3 separate regions of the Mus musculus genome follow, and all the other regions are linked to region 2. The links are chromatin contacts, called in public Micro-C and promoter capture Hi-C maps. All regions are on one chromosome and are shown on one strand. Each heading gives the region's core, a stretch centred on a gene start, on an enhancer-like site or on the middle of the called end of the contact. The rest is flanking DNA. Distances are from core to core; before and after follow the strand shown. Region 1 holds the start of Depdc1a (DEP domain containing 1a). Region 2 holds the start of Lrrc7 (leucine rich repeat containing 7). Region 3 holds the start of Ptger3 (prostaglandin E receptor 3 (subtype EP3)).

Region 1 (2,700 bases), core at 181-2,680, 930 kb before region 2:
TACTACTGTATCACGTGTAAGATCACAATATTGGTTTTACAGCTGAAAAACAGTAAATATAATTATTTTTCCCCAAACCTCTCTCATTACTTTCAAGAAACTGTACTGAACTGCTTCACCACAGTAATAAAGTAACATGTGACTCTGCACTCACAGATGTCACAATATTTTTGAAATGTGATGGATTTGTAAGTTCCCAGGCTGAAACATTTTGTATTTGCTTAAACTTTAGTCTTACTTTTTGTTTATAAATCTTTGTTCTTTCCTTCCCTGTACCTCAGTATCCTTGTATTAATATCTATCTTGTGGTAATCAACAAAACCCTTATTTTATGTAAATTTTTGTTAGTACTTGACATTTTTGTGTGTGGGGGGTTGCTTATGTTACTTTCATATAAGATGGTAAATTCATATAAGATGTGACAGGACTACCTCATTAAGGTACATTTCAAAACTAAATTCCATCCTTTCTACTGATAAACATAACCACCACTACTTGTTGAGCACTAGAATATCAAGATCACCCTGACAGAAAGTGGTACATTTTCTAGTTCTTCCATCCATCATTTATGTGGCTTTCAGAGAGTTCCTTCTTTGAAACTTAGTTCCCACAAGGTAAAGTAGGGCCAGCATTTGTGAGAAGACAATTTGCTTGTTATTCTATAGACTATCACACATTCTCATACACAGAATATTTTTAGAAAATCTCTTAAAGTGGGCATGTATTGTGCCATTGTACCAATGTGGAAACTGAGGTTAGGTGAATCTCAATGTAATCCAAATGCGCAGCCCCAGTGACTATTAAAAGTGATTACTAAAGTACTCGGGGTTTAGGTTGAATAGTTCTTTCCTAGTGCTACTCACAAATTCTATAGGGTCAATAAGCCAAGCTGTCATGCCTGGGCTTCCAGACTTGAAACTTTAATTTCTAATTCTGAGAGGCTGTAGATTACAAGTGAAAAGTGGCTAAGACTATTATGCGAATCAGGGGGAAAGAAGACATCTGAGGAGTTGTCTCGCAGAGTCAGAAAGTGATACAATTTTGGGGTAGAGCACTTTGGATCTGAAACTGAGAAATACCAGAGAGGAGTGCAAATCAAAGACCCGGACAGGAGCAGCTGCATCTCAGCACCTTTCCCTCAGCACCTTTCTCCGAAATCTAGGCGCCTTGGCTCACTCGGGATACCAGATCCCTGGCTCACGAATCTAGTAGCTCTGAATCCCCTCAGGAAACTTTTTTACACCCAGGATCCCTCGGAAAACCTCGGTCTCTGGTCCCTCTCCTCCACGTTCTTACCAGCTTGGTGGCCCGGTAAGGTCCAAGAGGAGCACCCTGACGCTCCATGCTATCATTGCCGGGCTGAGAGGCTGCGGAAAGTGCGCGGTAGCAGGAACCTCTGTGGCCTGGAGTTGGTGTCGGAAACAACTGCCGCGCTGCTGATTTGAATATCTCCGAGCGAAGCTGATTGGCGGCGCCATTGAGTCACATGATGCTACACGGAGGGGAAGGCGCTGTGACGCGAGCACAGCTTGTCTGGGTGGTGCAGGAGAGCTGTGGAGCACAGAACCAAAGCGATTGTATAGCTAAAGAATGGCACGACAGCAGAAACGACTCTCCCTTCTTGATTCTAGGGGCTCTTCAGCAATGTTAATATAAGCCAGGCTGGGTTTCACCCGGACACTACCCCTAAAAGACCTCGGTGTGTGTTTGTTTATTTTCTTTCAAGCTCTGTCTCTGTCTGTCTCTCTGTCTCTGTTTGTCTCTGTCTCTCTCTGTCTCTCTCTGTCTCTCTCTCTCTCTCTGTCTCTCTCTCTGTCTCTCTCTCTGTCTCTGTCTCTCTGTCTCTTTGTCTCTCTGTCTCTTTGTCTCTCTCTCTCTCTCTCTCTCTCTCTCTCACACACACACACACACACACACACACACACAAGTTTCAAACCCTGGACAAGCAGCTTAGATACCTATTTGACATATCAAAACAGACTTTACTTGCAGGTTTCCCTATCATCTTTCAGTCCCTACCTGTTAGAGGGTAGTGCTGGCTTATGTGACATGTGTACACCAAATGTCTATATTTGCCATGATTTAATATGATTTTTTCAATTAAGATGAATTATTACTGTTTAAAAATCAGTTGTCTTTAGTTGTACTGTTTTATAGGACCAAGATACATACATTTGTGTGTTCACACCTCTGTAAAAATTCCTTTGACTTGCTCTTCTATCACCTTCTAGAAAAGGTAGTGATTTATATAATAACAATGACATAGAAATCATTTGCACAGAATAGTGAAAACATTATGAATTTTTGTTGTCGTTGTTGAGAAAAGGTCACCAAAAAGTCTGGAAATTAACCTTTATAGTAGAAATTCATAGAAAAAGGAACATTCTCTTAAAGTAGTTGACATTTATTTATAAATTTCACATCATCTGTTTTCTTGTCCACATTTTACTTGCAGTACCAACATTTTCTTTCTCCGTCTACTTCTCTTATTCTTTTGCACGATCTTTAATATGTATGTGTATTTACTAATATGTGTATTTGTATATGGTCTGATTTATTCGCTGCTTTACTAGCTTCATGAAGAGAAGATTTATTGAAAAATTGGAAGAACATCAATCTGGATGAATGGGTCTGTAAAGGTTTACTCTATGCAAAAAAAGTTGTCTCTTTTAGAAGTTTTTCTCTTAATTTGCCTAAATT
Region 2 (2,700 bases), core at 120-2,619:
CAGAAGAAGTTTTACACTGTTTCACAATGCTTTTTTTCTTAAAAATGTGGTTTTCCAAAATGCACTCCTTTCCTCTTCTTTGTGTAAATTAAGGGAAGTCTCCTTAAGAGGCCACCAACCTTTTCACCTTTTCCAGATAAAGCAGTAATCCTCTTCCATGACTATCTATAGATGAAGTCTCAGTCTCCAATCTCTTCCTAGACAATTCCTGGCAGCCTGGGGTGGGGGCAGGGTTCGATGTTTAACCTTGAAGACTTTTCGTATTCCAGATATAAGATACATGCCAGCACTTTTGGGAGTTCACCCAACTCCAAGTAGCATCTGAATGTCACAGTCCACTGGCATTGGAGAGAAAAGGGGGAGGCCCCTAGCCCTATCACTTCTAAATCACAGAAGAATCCCGGGATAGAAGGAATTCGGTTTCGTCTAGAAAGCAGGGGGTCTAAATATAGCACTAGTCTCATCACTATGCTTTTTAAAGCTTTTTGTACATGTCTGTATTTTTCTGTGTGTGCTTTCCGGTGAATATGTGTGGAGGAGCGAATGTTCCTGAGTTCGGGGCAGAAGGAGCAGGATTGTGAATAAATGAAAGGAAGTTGGGAAACACTTCTCATTTTTTGTACATCCCCTGAACAGCAATCTCAGACCAAAATGGAAAGGGGTCTTGAAAGCTGCCATTGACTCTCTATGGTAGTACTGAATAAGCCACTGGACTCAGAAGCAGACCTTTTCCTTGGGCAGCCTGCAACCTGCAGCCTGCAACGCAGGCAGGGAGGAAACCCCGAGGAGGCACTCCTGGCGGTCTCTTTGCTGAGGTAGCAGGAGCGGCAGCCTGCGGAGCCACGCGCAGCGTCACTGAACTGGTGCGGGAGCACCCAGCGCACAGGCCTGGAGCCGCGGTGCTGGCGGATTCCCGGCGCTGCAGAACACCGTGCCGCCAGCAGGAGCGCCCCGGGCTGGTGGGAGAACGCCGGGGGAGCCCGCGCTGCCCCGTGCGAGCCTGATGACACCTGCTTTGTGTACTCCAGGCAACTGAGGGACCTAGAGAGCTCAACTGGCTGTCTAAAAGCTGCGGGTGGTAACGGAACCAGAGAAAGCTAGAACATCTCATTTCTCCGCGGGACTGAGATCTTGCTCCTCCAAATTGCAGGGAGTCCAAGTAGAGGTCATAAGGGGCAAGCAAGGTAGTCCAAGAATGGCTGAGGTCTGGCAAGGTGGTGGTCATCCTCTCTGAGCCCTGGAAAATCTCCTTGACATTTTTCACACTTTGAAGCAGCTGCAGCTGGTGTCGTCGGAAAAGGGGGTGGGAGGAAAGAGAGGGGGCGGGGAGAGTGGGGAGTCACAGGCGCGAGCCAGGAGCAGCGCCTCGTCTGCCAATCCTGGCACCTGTGCGCCAAGCCGCGGCACCACGGAGGACCCCGTTCCGGGCCAACCCTGGGCTCCAAGCCACGGCCACCCAGCCTCTGGGCAAGCGCGACCTGCAGCCGCCCACCCAGGACCCCCGCCGCCACCCGCAACTGCGGGAGCGCAAGAGCCCAGCCAGTGCTTGCTGCGCCCCGGGCCACGGGGTCCCTCGCCTCTTCAGAGGCGTCGCGGCCAGCCGGGGCAGCAGCCGAGTTGGGTACACGATTCGCCCGCGCTGCCTTTCTCTTCTCCACCCAGGATTTATTGTCTGTGGAGCCTTCTGGGGGCGGGGAGGGAGCTGCGCCTCCGCCGCCGCCGCCGCCACTGCTGCTGCTACGGTCGCTAGCGCGGCGCTCTGGGCGGGCGGAGGCCGGGGACTGGCCGCAGTGGTGCTCCGGGCGGGCTCCCGGCTCCCCAGGGGCGCCTCTCCTCTCCTGCACCTGAAGGGCAGTGGCACCATGGTCTGACACCGCATCTGCCTGGAGTCCCCTCTGCCTTTGCTTCGGAGGACTCCCCTACTGGCTTCACTGCGGACCCCAGAGCACTTTAAGGAGTAACCCTCAGCAGCTGCAAGGCCTTCACTCCTTGGACCCTCATGGGTAGTTTCTGCTTCCGGCGATGTGAGTAGGGCATTGGGGGACCTCTGCCCACGGTCCAGGAGTGGGGATCTGGGAGGCTCAGGTGGCCCGGGTGCCTCAGCGTTGGGGCGGTTGCCGGTCTGTGGAATCCAGCGATAGCTGGACAAGTGCTTAGGAGCCCGGCGCTTTGGATGGTCAAGGGACTCTAAAGGGTTACATATTGCGAAAAGGAAAGGTGAGGAGCGAGTGCGGGGAACTGATGCTGGGACCACGGAGTCCTGAGAGATATGGCTTTCTGCATTTTTTTTTTTTTTTTGATCCTGGGGTATCCAGTCTGCTTTCCCCGTGGTGTGTGAGGGATGGAGCAAGTGTGATACACACACACACACACACACACACACTTGTGGCAGCACACACTTGTGCTTTATCTTGAAAGGTGTATTACTGTCTTGGTGTCTATAAAGGAATTATTGGGGTGTCACTGAGGGTGAAAAGAAAAGGGTGGGGTTTGGGGAGAAGAATGGGATGGGAAAGAAGGAAAGACTAAAGGACAGAAAGAAGTGGGAAGGGATGGGGCGAGTGCTTTCCTTGGAGTCTGAGAAGATGCTTGACTCTCTAAGCCAGGCAACTCCTTTGTGTTCTGTGAGAGAAGCTAGGGAATCTCACTGCTCCTGGTACAGCTCTGGGTCCCTTGGCATCCTCCGGGGTCTTTTGGGAT
Region 3 (2,700 bases), core at 117-2,616, 990 kb after region 2:
GAAAGACAGTTTGCCAAGAAGGTTAGTTGCTGTGCGGCTGAAGCCATAGGACCTGCCTGGCTCCCAGGTGCCCAAACATCGCAGCGGGATTAGCAGGTTGAGCTAGAGTTGTCATCATACCTCCTCTTATAACGCAAGGGGCAAACATCAGTCTGCACTGGCTTGAGCAGCGTCTACCCACCTCTGTGCCTAGGCTGTTTGCATCTTCACAAGCGCCTGGCAAGTCTGGACCGACTTGACTAGCTCTTGTAAGCTCCGCAAGCGGCTTAGGCTCTTGGCTGGAGGCTGCAACCCGGGGCCGCATGAGCGGCAGGAATTCTGGGTGCTAGTCACTTTCAGAAAGTTTCCCTACATTTACGGCTCCCTACAAACGCCCCCACTCTACCAACTACTTACCAATAGCGGCGACCAACAGACGGACAGCACACACATGATCCCCATGAGCTGGATGGCCGTCTCCGTGGTGATTCTGCCCCACTGGGCGCTGGACTGCGAGACGGCGGCTTTGGCCCGACAGCGGGACACCAGGGCTTTGATGGTCGCCAGGTTGCAGGCAAAGGTCACCACCAGAGCCAGCAAGCCCAAGCAGGCGAAGGCGGAGGCAAAGGCCACGCTGCCCGGCTCGCGCGCAGGGTCTGTCTCGTTGCCCGCCGGCCCGGTGCTGATGAAGCACCACGTGCCCGGCCACTGCACGCTGTAGCGGCCCACGCCCAGCACCGGCAGCAGCGCGAAGGCGAGCACAGACAGCCACACGCCCAGCAGTACCGCGCGCGTGGCGCGAGTCTTCATGTGGCTGGCATACCAGTGCGGCGCACGGATGGCCAGGGCGCGCTCCACGGCCATGGCGCTGGCCACCAGGAGCGAGGATAGCCCGAACACTGTCATGGTTAGCCCGAAGAAGGTGCACAGACGCCCCGATGGGTCGAGCTGCTCCCAGCGTCGCTGTGACAGGTACACGAGGATGACCACCGGGCTGGTCAGGAGCTGCCCCACTAAGTCGGTGAGCGCCAGCCAGCCAATGCACAGCAGGAAAGACTTCTTGCGCTTGCTCTCGCGGCGCCGGTAGCTGCGCGACACGAGCAGCATGGCCAGCGCGTTGCCCACGAAGCCAGTGACCATCATGGTGATGGGAAAGGCCACGGACACGGAGCCGCAGTCGTCGGTAGTACTTGACAGGTTGCTGTGCGCTTCAGCAGAGTGCTCCGGCGCCCACATGCTAGCCATAGTGGCGGGGCCACGGTAGGGCGCACGGGGCCGGAGCCTCCCGGCTCAGCTGCGGGATAGCAGCAGAGTGCACTGGGGGACAGCCGGAGCCCAGGCTCTGCTCTCCATCGCCCGCCGCCTCCCGCGCTAGGCTGCGGGGACTGGACAGGCGCCGCCCGACGCCGCGCGAGGCTCCTCCCGCGCCTTGGAGCTCGAGGGGCGGTGCTGCGAGTAGGCAGGCGAAGGGCGGTGTGGGCTGGGATCACCTGGCGCCGCGCCCCCTAGGTCTGCCTCTCCAGCTCTGGGACTCTGTAAAGTGCTCATCAGCCTTTGGGTTACGTGACACTGGAGAAAAGACGAAATCTGACATGTTAGTAGCTGCGTGAATCGCAATGCTGATTTCTCCTCATGTTTGACTGTCATTGAATTTGTTTTATTTAATATATATATATAAATATATATATGTATATGTATCAATATCATATGTATATACATATGATACTCACATCTGGGAAAGAATAGGGATGAGTTTGTGTTTTAAGTCTTCCTGAAACTATTGCCTTATTTTACTTTGGACTAATTCCAAACTCATATTGGTAAAATACTTTTCTAGGATAATGTCAGTTTAAAAATCCAAAACCAAGTAAGCACACAGGTGAAAGTACATAGCAAATTCACATTTTCACTGAGTGACATTTCAGTATAATGATACATTTAAATTTTAAGAGTATTCTGGAATTCATACATCAAAGAAAATATGCCACCCTTTAGTTAGATCAAAAATTTTATATTTATTAATAACTAACTTGTTTACATTATCATCCCCCTATTTCCCACCCCGCTGTGTGTGTGTGTGTGTGTGTGTGAGAGAGAGAGAGAGAGAGAGAGAGAGAGAGAGAGAGAGAGAGAGAGAGAGAGAGAGAGAGAGAGTCCTTTCGTATTTACATTGAGGTCAGACTTCAACATGGAGTGTCTTCCACTGTGACTCCCGGCCTGGTATGGCCTCACACACCCAAGCCCAACAGCCAGGCTACTTTTACTCAGGTGTTGGGAATCCCAATTCAGGTCTTCCTTTGAGTGGTTAGCATTCTATTCATTAGGTCACTTCCCCCTGCCTAATGCTTACTGAGAAGGTCGACCATAAGAACATGTATTGGCAAAGATAGTTAATCAATCTCTCTCTCTCTCTCCCTCTCTCTCTCTCTCCCTCTCTCTCTCTCTTATTGGATATTTTCATTTACATTTCATGTTATCCCCTTTCCCGCCCCTCCCTGTAACACCCTATCACATCTCTCCCCCTGCTTCTAAGAGGGTGTTCCTCCACCCACCCACCCACTCCCACCTCCCCACCTTTGATTCCCCTACACTGGGGCATCTATCCAACCTTCATAGGACCAAGGACCTCTCCTTCCACTTGATACCATGACAAGACCATCCTCTGCTACATATGCAGCTGGAGCCATGTGTATTCCTTTGTTGACAGCTCTTAACAAAGTT

What was found. Promoter capture Hi-C pulls out the DNA fragments that hold promoters and counts their contacts. Hi-C and Micro-C count contacts between places; a contact is called where the count stands out from the background.
Region 1: a contact with region 2 is called in a promoter capture Hi-C map of embryonic stem cells, with 5 times the contacts expected there. The contact joins the promoter of Depdc1a here to the promoter of Lrrc7 in region 2. A contact is called at or near these places in 5 of 39 promoter capture datasets (cranial neural crest, embryonic stem cells, hippocampal neurons and 1 more) and 4 of 115 datasets of contacts at active chromatin or transcription factors (VIP interneurons, astrocytes, large pre-B cells and 1 more).
Region 3: a contact with region 2 is called in a Micro-C map of embryonic stem cells, with 4 times the contacts expected there. The contact joins the promoter of Ptger3 here to the promoter of Lrrc7 in region 2. A contact is called at or near these places in 1 of 39 promoter capture datasets (stem cell-derived epiblast-like cells) and 1 of 484 Hi-C or Micro-C datasets (embryonic stem cells).

The regions. Positions count from the first base shown.
Region 1 is chr3:159,494,163-159,496,862 of GRCm38.p6, reverse strand. It overlaps Depdc1a (DEP domain containing 1a), which reads right to left and starts at 1,430. Exons shown (of 12, transcript NM_001172092.1): 1 at 1,297-1,430. The coding sequence starts at 1,344.
Region 2 is chr3:158,560,430-158,563,129 of GRCm38.p6, reverse strand. Lrrc7 (leucine rich repeat containing 7) reads left to right here and starts at 1,369. Exons shown (of 28, transcript NM_001081358.3): 1 at 1,369-2,024.
Region 3 is chr3:157,565,542-157,568,241 of GRCm38.p6, reverse strand. It overlaps Ptger3 (prostaglandin E receptor 3 (subtype EP3)), which reads right to left and starts at 1,366. Exons shown (of 4, transcript NM_001359745.2): 1 at 397-1,366. The coding sequence starts at 1,224.